2 separate regions of the Sus scrofa genome follow, and region 1 is linked to region 2. The links are chromatin contacts, called in public HiChIP or PLAC-seq maps. All regions are on one chromosome and are shown on one strand. The core of a region is the stretch at or near the end of the contact, and the rest is flanking DNA. Distances in the headings are between cores, read along the strand shown.

What was found. HiChIP or PLAC-seq counts read pairs in DNA pulled down with a chosen protein or histone mark.
Region 1: a contact with region 2 is called in an H3K27ac HiChIP or PLAC-seq map of skeletal muscle. The contact joins two enhancer-like sites. A contact is called at or near these places in 1 of 5 promoter capture datasets (liver), 18 of 47 Hi-C or Micro-C datasets (alveolar macrophages, brain, embryonic fibroblasts and 10 more) and 2 of 2 datasets of contacts at active chromatin or transcription factors (alveolar macrophages and skeletal muscle).

What each region holds. Positions count from the first base shown.
Region 1 is chr16:3,670,559-3,676,191 of Sscrofa11.1, forward strand. No RefSeq gene overlaps it. Among named protein-coding and RNA genes, the nearest start is that of TRIO, 17 kb to the right of the region's middle. Within about 2 kb of position 3,518, at least 5 of the 83 cell types and tissues checked have an H3K27ac peak or open chromatin away from gene starts, as enhancers often do. A contact at or near this core is called in fetal liver, liver and skeletal muscle, where this site is marked.
Region 2 is chr16:3,561,803-3,567,227 of Sscrofa11.1, forward strand. No RefSeq gene overlaps it. Among named protein-coding and RNA genes, the nearest start is that of TRIO, 130 kb to the right of the region's middle. Within about 2 kb of position 2,314, at least 70 of the 83 cell types and tissues checked have an H3K27ac peak or open chromatin away from gene starts, as enhancers often do. A contact at or near this core is called in fetal liver, liver and skeletal muscle, where this site is marked.

The DNA of each region.
Region 1 (5,633 bases), core at 2,268-4,767, 110 kb after region 2:
TGTGACTTACTGCTATCTGGGTTCCAGAGCCATCCCAAATGCTGGGTGAGAGAGAGATGGCTGTCGTTCTGAAGGTCAAGGCAGTCAGATGTCAGGCTTTCTCACTTTCTGACCACCCATCCTCTGGGCTAAGGCCACTTTACAGAGGGAGGGAACGGGTGCCTTCCCCGTAACTTTGGCTTGAAAGACAGCTGGACTTGCTGGGCTTTAGAGGGGGGAATTACAGATGGAAGTGAGTCCTGGCGTCATCTGTTCCTTCCTGTAAGTTTAATTTGCATGTGCCAAGGTCAAGCAGTCAGATAGACCCCTATACATAGATACTTTGTCCTCAGGGCAGAGGGCAAGGGTTAGTTCAACTGTAAAGGGCAGGCATGTTTGCTCATAGGACACATTTTGTGAACAGGGTTCTTGTCATGTTGAGCCACCTCCTGGCCTGCCTGTTTAATAGACTCATTTTAAAATGAGCAGAGCAGTTCTGGACCTGGTGACAACCTGCCTGGGGGCTTGTTGGAGGCCATGCAGGGGCTGGGCTCTGTGACACCCAGAGCAGCTCAGTCTTACGGTGGAGAGAACTCAGGGACCAGTACAGATCAGTAAATATGCCACCTTGCCCGGGATGAGGAGCTGAAGCAGATCTGGAATCAGAACAGATATTCTGCTGATTTCTTACCTAGTCCATAAAAAACCCCAATTTTTTCCTTTTCCAGTTTTGGAATTACCCGGTTGAGAAACTGTGCTCAAGAAGGCGTAGGGGAATGATGCATATGAATTTGTTGGCGAATCTAAGCTGCTTGATTTCATCATCCCAGGGGCATGTTTTATTTTTGACACAAAGGAGAAAGAAGGGGGATTTTCGCCAACAGAAACTGCGGCCATTTCTAGCACTGTTCTGTGTGGTGCTTAAACTCGAGAGCAGCTGCTCCTCCCGCAGTTCATCTTTGCACAAAGGGGATGATGTAATCTTTTTCACTGCCGGCCACGTGGCCAGCATGCCGTCACTGTCTTCACGCGGATACCTCTGTGCTACCCGGACGACTGTGCATTTGGCATCAAATCGCATTCCTCTCACGATGCCTGGCTCCTCGCCAAAGCTGGCCTTCACCTGTGTACGCACACGTGTGCCTTCGAGCTCCTCGTGAGGGTGTCTTTTTGGCATAAAAATGACTGAAGTAGCATGTTGTAGAGAGCCATGGGGGCTGTGTGTGCACAGATTTAAAAAAGTGGTGGAGGGGACTCTGTTGCCATTAGCAACCACTTGCCTATTTATTAGAGGGGTGAAATGCTCCAAGCTCTGGCTTCCCCTCCCTTCCAGTGCTTTTTTTCTGAGTCCTGACAGCAGCTCACCTGCAGACCTGAGTGGGGTGCAGCCATAGGTACAGAGAGAGAAGTACATCTTTCCCAACTGAACGAATCCTACCCCGTGTGCTGCCTTTGGGTTGTCCTTCCTCCATGGTTGTCACTCCATCCTGTTGATTTAGGGCATTGACCGCTGCTGTGGACTGTGCCCTTGTTTGTTCAGCTCTGGGTTAAACGGTTTTCCTGCTTCTGCTCGTTAGATTCCACCAACAGCTTCTGAAACACACGGACTACAGAGGAAACTGCAGCTGGGGGAGGGGAGAGCTTTGCTGCACAGAAGACTGCCGGGGTGGGTGGGAGCACCTTGCATTTCCTCCCTGCTTGTTTCTTTCCCTGAAGGAAAGGTTAGGTTTGAAGCTTGCCTTCTCCTCTGGCCACCCCCGTGATTCCTGCCAGTTGTTAAAAGAGTCCTTGGTGGTATGAGCCCCTCCCCACTGAGGCTTAGTGACACCAAGACAGCTTCGCTCCTTTGGACCTGGCTTTCTGGGTAATGTGATGTGGGTGGTTAGGTACAGCTACTTGAAATCCTTGCGTTATAAGATTTCCTTGTTGGGGGGTGGGCATACCTTGGGGATCTTACTGTAAAGCTGTGCCGGCACTGATTTTGATCAGCGTTGATGGGCTGCATGTAAGGTAGCAGAGGATGTTAATCTCTGATTCTCCAAGGGCCTTATTTGGAGAATTTGGAACCTGAGCGGATGGGAGCTGGAGAGGAGGGCTCACCTCCATTCCCTACTTCACCGCTGCGGGCTCCGGCGGCCTGTGCGGAGAAGCCTGGCTCTCTTCCTCTGGTGGTGCAGGCTCAGGCCTGGGGAGCGGGGAGCAGGCTGTTGTGTCTTTTTATTTATTGAGCTGACGTGTACAGAGCACCAGCGCCAGGCAGTTTTTGGTGCTTCACATGCGTCACCTCGTTGAATCCCCACGGTGTCCTGGGGAGGTGGGACTGTCCCTGCAGTGGATGGCTACGGCCTAAATCCATCTGCAGAGGGAGCATTGAGGTCGGGATGGCCTCGTTAATGGATGAAGCAGAAGCCCTGGGATCAGGGAGCGATCACTCAAGGAAAGATTGCATCCGTTTCTTTTCTCAAATCAGAAGGGAGGGAAGTCAGCAGTAGAGAGGGTTGCCTGTGGAAGGGAGGGAAAGTGAGCTCCTATCTTAAACCTTGCTTTTTCTGGTGAAATAAGAGGCGATTGTGGATTAAAGGGGCAGCCGAGGGCGGGGATTTGAGGAGGAGAGGCGGGTGGAACAGCTATGGGGGCTCTGGTACCCCACCTGCCTGTTCACCAGTGTAGGTTTCAAACGGTGTATGGTGGTTAACCTGTGGACCATCAGTGGGGGTCACTTATTATTGGAAAAACCTAATAAATAAGCACATGATTCTGAAGGAGCCAACCTTTAAAAGATGTTCTTCCCAAGCTGTTGTGTCATTAACCTTAACCAGATCCTATAAAAGAACCATTGCAATAAAAATACCAGTTTGGCTGTGTTTGTACTTATTTACAAAAGGAAAAGATCACTTTCTTACTATAAACGCAGTCATGGTAGTTTTGTGTCTTGTTCAAGATTGTGTCTTAATAAAAATTGGGTGTTTTTTGTGCAAGGCTCTTCAGGGACCTTCTTGGTATGTTGGGGCCGTGACTCCCCATCTGTCCTCTGACAGATACTGTTTTCGTTCATCATCATTCTACCTCCCTGACCGCCTGCCCTCAGGCCCGCCTTCCCCTCCTTGACGTAAACATATGTGCTGTTCCGTGCCTGCTGGGAGCCAGGCCTGTCTTGGTCCTGCACAGGATGCCAAAGTGGCAGGAGTGCTCTGAGGGGCTGACCTCAATTCCTCAGGTGGCCTCACCTGCGTCACTGAGGGATTCACGTCTGTCCTCAATGCGGGGCCTGTTCCAAGGGTCACCTGTGCTCTCTGTGAGCACCTCCGGTAGAAGGGATGGTGACAGAAGAGGCCAGGACATGATTAAGCCACTCCTTGAATGTCCCTTTAAACCCTACCTTTCCAGTTCTGAAGTACTCCCTTGGGTTGGGCTGCCTGTCCCAGTATAAGTTTTTATTTAGATTTATTTGTGAACCAGAAGGTATGCTTCCTACAGTCCTGCCAGGGGAGTGAAGGCCAAGGTTGTGCCTCCTGGGCCCGTGTGCAGCCTTCTCTGCTTCTGCCAAGCTTGTTGGAGGGTGGCCACCACCTGGGCAGGCTCCTGGCAAGACTGGCCAGTAAACATGGGGCTCCTGGTCTTGGGGTTTGGCTGGACACCCTGCAACCGTTTTCTCCCACTGGAGGAGCCCAGCCCAAAACTGTGAGTAGCTATTTCCTTGACCAAGGAAGCACCCTCTGTATCAGTATGGTTTCCATCACCAAAGCAGATGACCCTGTTGTGTGTCCAGCGGTAGTTCTGAGGAGCTTGGCTGAAGAAAAGGAAATGCTGATTCCAGGGAGGACTGGAGCCCTGCGTTGGCCAAGGTGCGTGTGGGCGGAGGGGGATCTTCTGCGTGTATGAGGAAGAGAGCGAACGCTTTTAGAAGATATTTATATATAGCTTATTATTTTCATACATCTATTTGGAGGTGTATAATAGACTAGTGCAGTAAGACGTTTATAACTTATAATTGGGGACATGTAGTAAACCTCTTTGGTGATGGAATTCCTGAGCAAAAGCGTTTGAAGAACGTTACTTTGGGGCAGTGGTTCTCACAGTGCACTTCCAGGATCCCATGGCCCCCGAAGAACTTTGCCGGGGACCCGTGAGTTAGAGTTATTTTCATAATAGGCAGATACAGTCTGAGCTTTTTCTCAATGTCCTTCTTTCCAACATCCATGTGTAGTGCTGTTTCCCAGTGGCTGCGTGGCATGTAACATCATGCATGACAGGTTAAAGGCAGAAGCAGATGTGAAGAACTACATGTGTTCTTTTCAGCCAGACATTGAAGCCAGTCTCGAAAGTATAGAACAGTGACAGCCTTCTTTCTGATATTTTTTGGAGAGAGATTTTTAAATAGAAAGTCTTATTCATATTAACATGTGATGCATTTATTATTATTGGGGTTTTTTTTTGGCTTTTTAGGTCGTACCCTTGGCATATGGAAGTTCCCAGGCTAGGGGTCAAATCGGAGCTGCAGCTGCTGGCCTAAGCCACAGCCACAGCAACACAGGATCTGAGCCGTGTCCACGACCTACACCACAGCTCATGGTAACACTAGATCTTTAATCCACTGAGTGGGGCCAGGGATCAAACCTGCATCCTCGTAGATACTAGTCTGGTTCTTAACCTGCTGTGCCACAGTGGTAACTCCTATTATTATTGCTTTTAAAGAAACTCATCTTTAAAATTTTCTCAGTTTTAGTTTTTAATATGTGTCCTTATTGGATGTCTAGATATTATGTGGATAGACTAGGTGACAGGAAGAGCCCACATAAAGCAAAGAGCTTTGGGATCCTCAGTAATTTTGAAGCATGTAAAGGTCTTGGGACCAAACCTTTGAGAATTGCTCACTGTGTTAGAGGTCTGGTAGGCTGGTCTGGGTCATCCAGTGCAGCCAAATGCCCGGGAGAGGAGCCTTGGGAAGAAGAAACTGGCAGGCAGGAGGGCTAGGGCCCCCTGTGCCACCGCCCGGTTCCATCCTGCCTGGGGGAGGGTGGCAAGGTCTGTGCTCTTGGCCTCCATGTGCCCCCCCCACCTCCATTTCTGCTCCAGCCAATGCCAGTAGCACAGATGATGGACTATTGTGCATTAAGTTGGCTTCCGTAGGAACCCCTGAGACCAATCTGTAGCATGATTTCTGTAGGAAGAGCCAATCCTAAAATCCCAAAACAGTGGATTTGCTCACTGAGTGTTGGAACCTAGACCATTGGGAGCTTAGAGGCCAAGTTTCTACGCAGGTCTCCACACACACAGTTCCTTTTTGGCAGTTACTCTCAGGGAATCTTAAATAGGAGGAACTATTAGGGGAATTCAGTTGAGATAGAAATAGAAAGGGAAACATCTGGGGTATCCTGTTCTTTGGGTCTCAAACTTTCAGGATGAAATGTGAAAATCTAGTTTACTGTTCTTTTAGCCCTGAGAGGTTAGAACCTAAAAATAATTTTGGTCTCCTGTCCAGTAATATGCTTGTTTTCATTGCCTTGTCAACTAATTTTGGTAAAAGGTACCAACCAAATGGTTACATTCTTAAAAAAATACATGGGTTCATCTGACATACAATACAGGCTTTAGAGAGAATGTGGAGTCCAGCCATTTGGGAAAACAATTTGGCATCACCTCAAAAACCTGAA
Region 2 (5,425 bases), core at 1,064-3,563:
AAAATTTTTTTTTTTAATTTTATTTTAGAATAGATTCTGATTTACAGAAAAGTTGTGAAGATGGTACAGCATCCTCATATTCTCTACATCCAATTTTTCCATATTCCTCACAATTTATGAATCAGTGTTTGAACATTATTATTAAAGTCCACATAGTACTCATATTTTCTTCTTTTTATTTTTTTACCTAATGTCCTTTTTTGATCCCAGAATCCAAAGAATACTTCATTACATTTAGTTGTCACGTTTTCTTGAGCTTCTCTTGGCTGTGACAGTTTTTCAGACTTTCCTTATTTTTGTTGACCTTAATAGTCTAGGGGAATACTGGTCACGTCCTTTCTAGAAATGTTCCTCAACTGGGATGTCTGGTGTTTCTCTCATGATTAGAAGGTATTTTGGGGAGGAAGATCACAGAGGTAAGGTGTCATTTTCACTAAATCATACTGAAGGTACATACCATCCACATGATTTATCACTGTTGTTAACCTTGATCACGTGGCTGAAGCAGTGCTCGTCTGTCTTCTCCCTCTTTCCATTTTGTACTCTGGGAGGAAGTCACTAGGGTGTGGCTCATAGTTAAGGAGAGGGGACTTCTAGCCCATCTCTTTGAAATTCCAAATGATTTGGAATTCTGCATTGGAATGTCTCTTCTCTCTTCATGCTCAATGACTTATTCAGTCACTGAATTATATCAGATTCATGGATATTTATTTTATAGTTTGGGAATAACTGGAATAACCAAGCATTGCCTTATTTATTTTGCCGCTCACATTGTTCTAGCTTTGGTCACTGGGAGCTTTCAATTGGTTCCTTTGTCCTTTTGACAGACCTTCCCTTCCCCATCATTGCTCTGGTTGTTAGTTAAAAAAAATTTTTTTGAGCACTTCCTTACCTTCTGGCACAAGATGCTCCATGCTCTCTTGTACATTTTCTGCCCCAGTCCTAGAGTCAGCCATTTCCCTGAGGAGCCTGGGTTCCTTTTATTGAAGAATGATGTTAATAACAAGATCTGAGTGTCAGGTGTGTATCCTGCTATAGGAGTATTATTTCTAAGCCCACTTAGCTGACAGAGCAAGGAAACATATGTAGATATACACATATCTGTAAGTCTTTTTATATATCCATCTGTGTCTATATTAAGCTAAACATGAGTTCATACTCATGTGTCCAACCCTGTACCAGATAGATCATTCTAGCCTTCCTCATTTACAATGAAAAACCTGGTATCCACCACCCGCCATTCATGTACTTAATTGTTCATTTCTAATATACATGTACAGTGGTTTCATCCACCATTTTTTTTTTTTTTAACAGTCTTGTTTCGGGCTCTCCTTGCTTTTGGCAGCATTGGATCCTTTAACCTCTGACACCCATACCTTCTGGCCACTTCGCTTGCAGCCACCTCAGAGGCGGTTTGTACTTGAATATTTGTCAGATGCTGGCTTGACACGGATCTGCCGTAAAGCTGAATGTCATCTACCCCTAATTTCCTTTGGTCTCTTCAGCCACTATCACCTTCCCTATTCTCTCCATTTCGGTGAAGTAGGGACTGAGGAGCCAGAGTCCGGAATGTCATGTTACAGGCGAGCAGACGTCCTCCAAGAGTTCAGAGGCTTGTCCTCCTCGCTCCGGGACTGGAGTATATACACGCCGTTTTCATGCTCTCTCTCTTCATTCCACAACTACTATGGAACCCCGACTACGTGCCAGTGCCCGCGCTGCGCCATCGAGAAACACGCCGGCCTTGTGCCGGAGTCAGCCGAACCCGCGGGCGAGATAAACAGCTCGAGTGCTCGGAGGTCGGTCTCACGCAGCAGGAGAGAGCGCCCGGCTGGGGGCGCAACGCCGGGCCTGGAAACCGCCTCCGCTGGTTAGAGCGTTCCGGCACCTCCCCAGGGTTGCAGCTGCCGGAGCAGGAGAGGGACCAGGCGGAACGCTTGAGCTCTCTCAGCTCCCGGCACCGGGTGCGGCCCCGCCCCTCCTGCCAGGCCCGGCCCACTGCAGGCCCCGCCCACCCGCCGAGCCCAAGCTCGGGCCCCTGACGATTCTCGCCGGAAATTCCCGAAGCCCCTCTTTTTTTCCTTCCTCTCCTTTCCCTGCTCTCCCTTTTCCTTTCACCCGGGTTCCCTCAGCCGTGATTTCCCCCCTCCCCCTCCTTCCTTCCCCATTTGAAATCAAGATGGAGGCTCGCGGCTGCCGCCGGCGCCCGTGATCCCGGAGCTCCCGCCGGCCACGGGCCCCCGCCCTCGAGATTGCGTGTTCAGCGCGGCGCGCGTTACTGCCCGCGCTCCGGCCGGCGCCGCCGAGGCCGTGGCTCCGCGCCCTCGCCCCACCGCCGGCTCGCGGCTCCCGGGCGGAGTCCTCGTCTATGTGGGCGCGCTCCTCAGGCCGAGCCGCCGCCGCCGCCGCCGCCGCCCGCCGCCGCCGCCGCCCCGGGGCTCTGCGTCCACGCGCCGGGCCGGGGCAGCTGGGCGATCGGCGCCGCCAGGCCGGGCGCGGAGCGGGCGGCGCGCGGCGCTAGGGACGCGGGGCCCGAGCCGGGCGCGGCCGCGGGCGCTGCCGCAGCCATGAGCGGCAGCAGCAGCGGCGGCGCTGCCGCCCCCGCCGCGTCCTCCGGCCCCGCCGCCACGGCCAGCGCGGCGGGCTCGGGCTGCGGGGGCGGCGCCGGCGAAGGGGCAGAAGAGGCGGCCAAGGACCTGGCCGACATCGCGGCCTTCTTCCGATCCGGTGAGTGCAACTGTTGCCGCTGCCCGCGCGCTCCGCCACCCCTGCCGTGGAGGCGCGGTCCGCGGGCCCCGGCGCGCCCGGTGTTCGCCTGTCGTTCGGTCCCGGCGCGCGCTCGCCAGGCCACTGCCCGGCGCCGGGGCTCCCGGCCCCAAACCCGCGGGTCCGGCACCCCACGCTGCCCCAAGCGCCGCTGTTAGACCCAGGCACCGCCGGCTCGCCTTTCCTGCGCCCGCCCCTCGTTCCAGGGCAAAATCTCACCGTCGCCCGCCCCGGCGGCTACAGTTCTTCGGGTTGGGGCGCCGGCTCTTTGTTTCTTTCGCGGGAGGGCCGAGGAGGCGGCGGCGGGGACGGCGAGGGCGGAGGCCCCTGCCCCGAAGGCCGGCCGGACGGGGGCGGAGGGGCCAGGCCGGGAAAAGCGGGCTCTACTCTGGGTCGGTCTCCGTGGCCGATTTGTACCTGGCCCCTCCCCAGTCCCTTATGCAGCGGGTTTCTTCGCCCGGTACTCTAGCCTGTCACCTCCCCAGCCTCGATCTACACTTCTGTGAAACGGGCAGCCATAATATCTGCCGCCCAGGGAAGGGGGGAGGTGGCGGCAGAAAATGAAGCGCGGCCGGCCGGGCGGTGGGTGAGCCATTGTCTTCGGGGGCGGCTCGGAAGGGGCATCTGGGAACGTCGTGGCCCCAGGGGGCGGCGCGGGGCCGGGCACTCCTGGGGCACTGCCTACGAGGGAGTGCCAGGTGGCCCGGTGTCTCTTGGGCGAGGAGGGGGTGGCCACGGGAAAGGCCAGCTTTGCCTCGGGTCCGTGGGGAGGAGGCGCGGGAGGCGTGACAGGGCGTCCCCCGGACCCAGGCGGCGGCGCCTCCTCCCGCCCGGGCCCAGATCCCGCGTGAGCCGGTCCCGCGTCCCCGCGCCCCGCGTCCCCGCGCTCAGTCCGGTCTGCTCGCGCGGCGGCGGCCTCGGGGCCCGCGGCCCAGAGCGCAGTGCCCAGCTGGCTAGTCGCGGGGCGGAGAGGATGCAGACTCCGCGCTGGAGAGCCCTGGAGGGCGGGCCAGGTCGGGGCCGGGGTGGCCGGGCGGGCGCAGGGCGCGTGCGGGGTGCTGGTGGAGGCTCCTGGGAGGACCGCGGGGCCGGGGACGTCGGGGGAGCGGCCTGCGATGGGGCGCGCGCCGGAGGCCGGCGGCTCACATTTCTTCGTGGCCTCTTTCAAAATCCATTCCCCAGATTCGGTGAGATCATTTCGATAATCCGGGTCACAAGTAGCAATTTGCAGCGGGAGGGCGATGGTCAGAGGCAGAACTTAGCAGTGCTCTTAGATATACCTGGCGTAGTACTTTTTACCCTCGCTTTCTTCATCTTTACCAGGCGGAGTTATTTTGGAGTCATTTTAACAGATTGGTTGTGGCTGGGAATGACAGACGCTGACTCTACACAGTCAGCTTGGGGTTAATGTACTCTCCAGTGCCCCCCGCTCCTCCCCCATGAGGTCCCTGCAGAAAGGAAAGGTTTAGGAAAAAACATGAACTCCTTTAAATGAAAGCCATTTTTTCCCCCCCTGCAACTAGCCGATAGAGCATCCCTGTCTTAGCTCTTAATAGCAGAACCGGGATGTCGTCCCTTCATGCCCTGAAGCTAAAGTCTAGCCAGTCTTCTCTCTGTCTCTACCACCTGTCACAGAATAATAGATTCTGTGCAGAATTCAGCTCCTTTCTGTTAGAAAGGCGCCTGTGCCCCGGAGATGGAATTTTTGGTGTTTGAGGCCAGACTTTCTTACATCTTTATTATGCATAGTAGAGAAATCACTTCGCTTGTTCAAAGGACCCCCAGAAGACATCAGGTAAGAGTGGATGCCCACGGAAAACTTACTCCCAGTCAGTGTGGCTCTTCCTAAGATTTATCTGGGAAGGTAAATCTGTTGGTGGCCATGCCTTGCCAGGGGCTTGCTCCCATGCCGGAGCTCTCTTCTTGTTCAGCTTGGGGCAGAACTAGTCAGTACTGTTCATGGGTTTCTCCTCTGTCCTGCCTTCAAAGTGATTTGACAGTCTTGCCCTTTTGGTTGTTTGACTTGGAATCAAGGAACCAGAGCAGATTTTAAGTAGGCAGGAGTTGCTGTTCCATCCCAGGGGTAACCTGGAACATCTTTTACAAGTGCTTTTCCCTTCTTTGGGCGACTCTAAATCCCTGACCTAGATCTTGGCTCCAGCATCTAGGGCAATTATATCTAGTTGAGGGAAGGTAGGGAGGGACTATTCAGTTGAATTGGTGGGGGTGGGATTGGATGTTTGGACAGATGAAGCAGGAGGACCCTGAATGGGGTCCTCAACTAGTAGAGTGGCTCAGGCACGGGTGGGGGTGGGGTGGGGTGGGGTGGGGTGGGGGAGCTCCTAGGCAGTTTTGATTGAATGTGGATGGCTGAACAGAGAGGTCAAGTCCATCAGTAAAACCAAATGTTCTCCTAAAATGTAGACACACAGAAAACAGGTTCTCATTGACTGGACTGGACAGATCAAGGTGCGAGCATTTTTCCCAGGGTGTCGTGATCCTGGTACTTAAGATGGCCAGCATGACCTCTCAGAGAAGGTTTTTCTGCTGGTTGCTTTTCATTTCTCAGCCTTGGATCTGTTTGCTTAGCCACATTATTTTTTTCCCCTCCTTTTTATTCCTTGTCCTGCCTTAAATTTTATCTTTGTCGTCACAGATT